Regions from separate parts of the Pan troglodytes genome. Here region 1 is linked to region 2. Evidence: chromatin contacts called from public Hi-C data. All regions are on one chromosome and are shown on one strand. Each heading gives the region's core, a stretch centred on a gene start, on an enhancer-like site or on the middle of the called end of the contact. The rest is flanking DNA. Distances are from core to core; before and after follow the strand shown.

Evidence for each region. Hi-C and Micro-C count contacts between places; a contact is called where the count stands out from the background.
Region 1: a Hi-C map of stem cell-derived neural progenitor cells shows a contact between it and region 2, with 3 times the contacts expected there. The contact joins two enhancer-like sites. A contact is called at or near these places in 1 of 7 Hi-C or Micro-C datasets (stem cell-derived neural progenitor cells) and 1 of 1 datasets of contacts at active chromatin or transcription factors (stem cell-derived excitatory neurons).

What each region holds. Positions count from the first base shown.
Region 1 is chr10:100,936,988-100,939,687 of NHGRI_mPanTro3-v2.0_pri, reverse strand. No RefSeq gene overlaps it. Among named protein-coding and RNA genes, the nearest start is that of PLXNC1, 46 kb to the left of the region's middle. Within about 2 kb of position 1,272, at least 11 of the 24 cell types and tissues checked have an H3K27ac peak or open chromatin away from gene starts, as enhancers often do. A contact at or near this core is called in stem cell-derived neural progenitor cells, where this site is marked.
Region 2 is chr10:100,574,752-100,577,451 of NHGRI_mPanTro3-v2.0_pri, reverse strand. All of the region lies in intron 2 of CRADD (CASP2 and RIPK1 domain containing adaptor with death domain), which reads right to left. Among named protein-coding and RNA genes, the nearest start is that of CRADD, 65 kb to the right of the region's middle. Within about 2 kb of position 1,316, at least 18 of the 24 cell types and tissues checked have an H3K27ac peak or open chromatin away from gene starts, as enhancers often do. A contact at or near this core is called in stem cell-derived neural progenitor cells, where this site is marked.

The DNA.
Region 1 (2,700 bases), core at 23-2,522, 360 kb before region 2:
TAACTAGCCCAAGGGCACATTCTGTCTGATCCAAAGCCAAGTTCTCACGAGTACATCTTACCATCTCCTTTGCTCCCCATGGTCCAGCTATGCCGAATGTCTTTAGTTCTCTGAATGACTTTAGTTCTCTGCTTCTTTATGGCTCTGAGCATTTGTCATGTGGTTCTCCTCTTTGAAATGACCATCTGTATCAGTTTCCTATGACTTCATAACACATTGCAAACATAACAGCTTAAAACACCCATTTATTAGTTCATAGTTCTGGAGGTCAGAAGCCTGAATGCAGCATGACTGGGTCCTCTCTTCAGGGTCCTACAGAGATAAAATCAAGGAGTCAGCTGGGACTAAGTCTCATACAGCTTGGGGATCCCTTCCAAACTCCCTGCTTATTGGCAGAGTTCAGTGCTCTTGCAGTGGTAGGACTGAAGGCTGGTTTCTCTGCAGGCTGTCAGGCAGGGGTCGTTCTGAGCTCCTAGAGTCAGCCTGCATTCTTTGCCACGTGGCCCCTTTCATCTGTAAAGCCAGCAAAGAAAATCTTGCCAATGATGAGTTCTTGCCGCTTGTCAAATCTCTTCTGCCAGGACAATCCAGTCCCTTTCAAAGGTTCACCTGGCTAGGTTAGGCCTACCCAGGATCATCTCCAGATCTTAAGATCAATTAATTTGGGAACTTTAATTACATCTGCAAATTCTCTTCACAGAAGCACCTAAATTGTTTGATTGAATAACTGGGCAAAGGTGTGTGTACACTGCGAGGGGGATGGGCTGAGAATCTTCAGGGGTCATCTTAGAATTCTGCCTAATCTTCAAAACTCAGCTCAAGGGTGACTTTCTTGATGTCTCTAGGCCAAGCTAGGTCCACCCCCTCTACCCCACAGCATCAAATACACACTCTTCTACTGGTCCATTTCCCCCCATCTGGGCTGTGAGATTCTTGAGATCAGAAACCAAGCCTTGGTCATCTTTGTGTGCCCAGCTCCCGGAATAGCACCCGACTCTATATTTGCTGCCTGAGAGCTCAGGATGTGCTCAAGCAAGCCCTCCAGACGAGAAGGGCATTTTCATTAGAATTGCATGCATCGCAGGTACAGGGCTGTTGACGGGACAGCAAGTGCTTCCGGGAGGTCCCAGGAAACGTCATCGGCACCCTACGCTCCAAAGTCTTTTAGCCGAGAACCATGGGCAGGCCAGCACGCCTTCTGAAAAGCCCAGTGAAACCAGCCAGCATCGCCGTGACGGTGAGGCAGATGGGCCACTAGGTGTCACTCAAGATTCAATAAAGAGAAACGCGGGTGCTTCGAAAGCCGTTTCCGCCCTTCTAGGGAAGGGAGCTGGTTAGACGGTCCCCACCCATTGTTTTTTGGTTCACGCTCCAAGCCTTCCGCGGCTCTTCATTTCCCTTCGCGGACAAGTCTGGGTCTAAAATAGGACCACAGAATCCGAAGCTATAAGGCTGGGGGCCACCCGACCGGCTAATTCAGCCTCCCGATTTTGTGGACCAGCAACCAGAGCCGGGAGCTTGCGCAGGGCGGGGAGCAGAGCCCCGCTTCAGCCCCTACGGGGGTCCGCGTGCTCCTGCCTACCCTCGAGCAGCAGTGAGGAGGCGTGGGCGGGTCCCGGCTCTCGGCCTGGGTGTCCAGGGTGTCCAGGGTGTCCTGGGTCGTCCCGGGGGCTGCACCGCGAGGTGTCCCTCAGGACCACTTCCAGATGCCCAGGCCGCATTCAGCTGATTCAGCGCCCGTGCTCCAGAACCCAAGACGAGGAAGGTGAAAAAGAAGGTCTCGTGGATCTGTTAGGACCTGACCTTTCTTCAGATCGTCTCAAACAATCGCTTCTTTCTTTGTATTTTAGGGCTGGGGAGTGGGGACGCACCTGGCTTCCTGACAGCATCTGCAATTGACCACAGTCCTTTCACTTGTGCCAGGGGGAGGTTCGGGGCTGAAGGGAGGGGGTCGCAAAATGCTCGTGCAAAGCACCTTCTTGGCAGGAGTTTGGTTTTTCTGCCCCCACCCTCCTACTTTCCCCGTGGAAGAAGTGGCTGTCCACGCGCGAGGTTCGAACAGGCTGCAAGACCAAGGCACCGCGCGTGCGGACTGATCTTCCTCACCCCCGGCAGAGGGCGCCCTTCTCCCGCTCCAGCGCCCCGCCGGGCGAGCCCCTCCAGCCGCGCCCTGAGCCCTGCCTCGTCCAGGCCGGGCCTCCAGCGCCAGGTGCCTGCAGCCCTACCCTGGGAGAATTACAAAGCTACTTCTGTCCGACCTTGGGCACAGCCTTTGAATGTCCCGTTCCTTTTGCTCCTAGCTGACTTACTGCTCATTTTTATTTTCCTAAGTGAATATTGAAACTTATTTGCATTTTATGGAGCTCCTGGTAACAGAGGGAGCTTACCTGGCAGGGTGAGAATCCCGCTAAGGAAGTTGGCTCAGGACGGAGGTTCTCGCCAGGGCTCACCCACAAAGGGAATAATCCTATCTATTAGACAAATAATTTCCTTTAAAGCTTGCAAAGCGGGGCGGACGCGGTCGCTCTTGCCTGTAATCCCAACACTTTGGGAGGCTGAGGCCGGCGGATCACTTCAGGTCAGGAATTCGAGAGCAGCCTGGCCAACATGGTGAAACCCGGTCTCTACCAAAAATACAAAAATTAGCTGGGCGTGGTGGCTTGTGCCTGTAATCCCAGCTACTCGGAGGCTTAGACAGGA
Region 2 (2,700 bases), core at 67-2,566:
TTGTTTCTAAACAATTCAAAAGAAGATGCATAAAGCAAGGATCTGGAGCCCAATATGTGATCATAGTTGCCCTGAATATAAGAAGAGAACACTCATCACGGTCTTCAAGCATGCACCACCCTCACTAAAATATGAGAGTAAGAATAATTTTAGGCTTTTATTATTGAAGGGACAGTAAGAATAATTACACAGGGAATTCAGCTTACTATAAGGAATAATGTTCTATTCGAGACCAGCCTGGGCAACATGGCGAAACCAAATCTTTACTAAAAAATACAAAACTTAACCAGACGAGGGCCTGTGGTCCCAGGTACTGGGGAGGCTGAAGTGGGAGGATCGCTTAAGCCTAGGAGGTGGTGGTTGCAGTGAACTGAGTTGGCCCCACTGCACTCCGGCCTGGATGACAGAGCAAGACCCTGTCTCAAACAAACAAACAAAAAGAAATAGCATCCTAGTAATTACAGCTCTCCAGCAATGGTATAGACTGCTTCGAAAAGCAGAAATGTTATTAAAAGATCCCTAGAATCCCATAGAAAAATTGGCCTAAAAAACCTCTATATTGTAACTCCAAAATTCTGATTCCATTAACTTAGTAACACAGGGAATACTGGCATTATCGGAGTACTAGTTAAGTTACTATTACTCTATACGCCACATTAATTCATTAAATTTAATATTAGGTATGCAGGACAATTGTCATAGCAACATAAATTATTAGCATTACAAGTTCCTAAACAGAAATATGCATAATACTAAAACGAAACTATTTTAAAAGGCAGACATTTATTTTTAATTCTGCAGGATTTCTTTTCAAAAGTGAACTTTGGTGTAGCCTCTGGTCTGGGGCGGAAGATGAGAATGGGAGGGCAGCCTGACCCCCCTCCTGATAAGGAAGGACCCAGCGCATAACCTGTTCAGGATCTGGAGCCGCACGAACACCTGACTCGCCCCTTCAAAACAAGATCTGCGGAATGGCTCGGGACACAACAAGAAATTGCCGGCAACCTGTGACGGCTCATTTTTACCGACAGTGGGAGGCGGGCAGTCGGAAGGAATGCCCATTTCTCCGGTGTTCCTTCCCAGAAGCAAAAGAAAGTGTTTGTTTATGCAAGATTTACGTTTCACTCAGGTTTGGGTTGGGTTTGTTTTCCTGGAGATGGAGCTGAGTTTCCCTGGTTTTGCTGGAGTGAGGACAAGCTGATCGCTCCGTATTTACCTTTCACTTGGGCCAAATTGGACAAATGCAAATAAACAGGTCTTGCAGGCGCCCCCCGGCAGTCGGCGCCGCCTCCCCGCGCTGGGCTGGGCAGCCGGGGCCCGCAGAGGCAGCCGGCGCCCTAGGGCGGCTGGGGCCGCGCGCCTCCCTGCCCCGCTGCGCAGCCCGCGGGTGCCCGGCCAAGCGCTGGCTTATCTGCAGCTCCCACAGCGCCCCCGCACTCACCAGTTCCTAGAGCAGGGATTCCGAGAAAAAAGAAAGAGCCGGGTTCCCTAGAAACATTAAATTAACACAAGGGATCTGGAAACAAAACAGCAGATGCCTGAAAGCCTTCTCCTTGACGGCTTCCTGCCTTCTTGGAAAATCTTTGCATTAAAATAGATTGAATTACCCTGCTCTGCCAGATGCTGCTCGGGAACTTCATTTTGGGCTAACATGAAAGGAGAGTTTGACATCTTTTAAAGGATTTTTCTTTTCGAGGTGGTTTGAAGGGCGCCTTTGGGTTGCTGACATTAGCAAGGACCCAAGGCTGAGCTTTTTGCATTACAGTCGAGAACTTTCCATAACAATGGCTAGCAAATCAGATAACAAAGATCATGGCGTGTAGAGGAGACGCGGTGGAGCATAGAATGAGCACTAAGGGTTCAGAAGCAGAGGTTGCTGTCTCTGGGAAGAGCCTAGAAAGAGCACAGGCCAGCCGCCTCCTTTTACAGGAGAGAAAATGTCTTTTATTTCTAAGCCTACTTATTTTGACCATAGCTATGAGAACTATCTAATGGCATTTCCAGAGAGTCACAAACAAGCAGAAAGGCTTGTGAGTAGTATTTTATCAGCCTCTTTGTTCTAAAGCCCATGGTCTAACCTCCACCGATCCCTATCTACAAATTAATCAGACCATATAATTTGTAAATTCAAACCCAGATTAATAACCACACACCTTGAACAGTGGGTCTTCAGCACAGAGTGTATTCCACTTTCCTGTCATGTTAACTTTCATATTTAAAGAATTTTGGTAGCTGAGAACAAGATCCAAAGCTTCCTATGAGGTATCAGGATTTTACAGAGGAAATTGTTTTTACTGGAGTAGGATCTTCTTTGACATTTAACTTTTTTTCATGATAAACTTTAGGAAAAGACGCTATAATCCTTAGTCGCTAATTTATATGTGTCATGCTTTCTAGTAAACTGGAAAATAACCTACATTCTTAAAAGGATTCTATGCTTATCCCAAATTTAGGAGCACGAGATGGGGGAGAAGTATATTACAACAAGATACTCTAAACAAAAATAAAATTAAATATCCTTGCCTAAGCATGAAAGCAATAAAACTCATCTTAAAGCAATGCAGTCAGACAAAATCATTGCATCTGTAATAAGGGTAAGTACACAACTCTAGGAGTTAGCAGCCCTAAATATTTCTGTTCTAATGACACACAAGAGATACACAAAATCTATCATTCCTCCCTGATGTACGAAAAAATAAA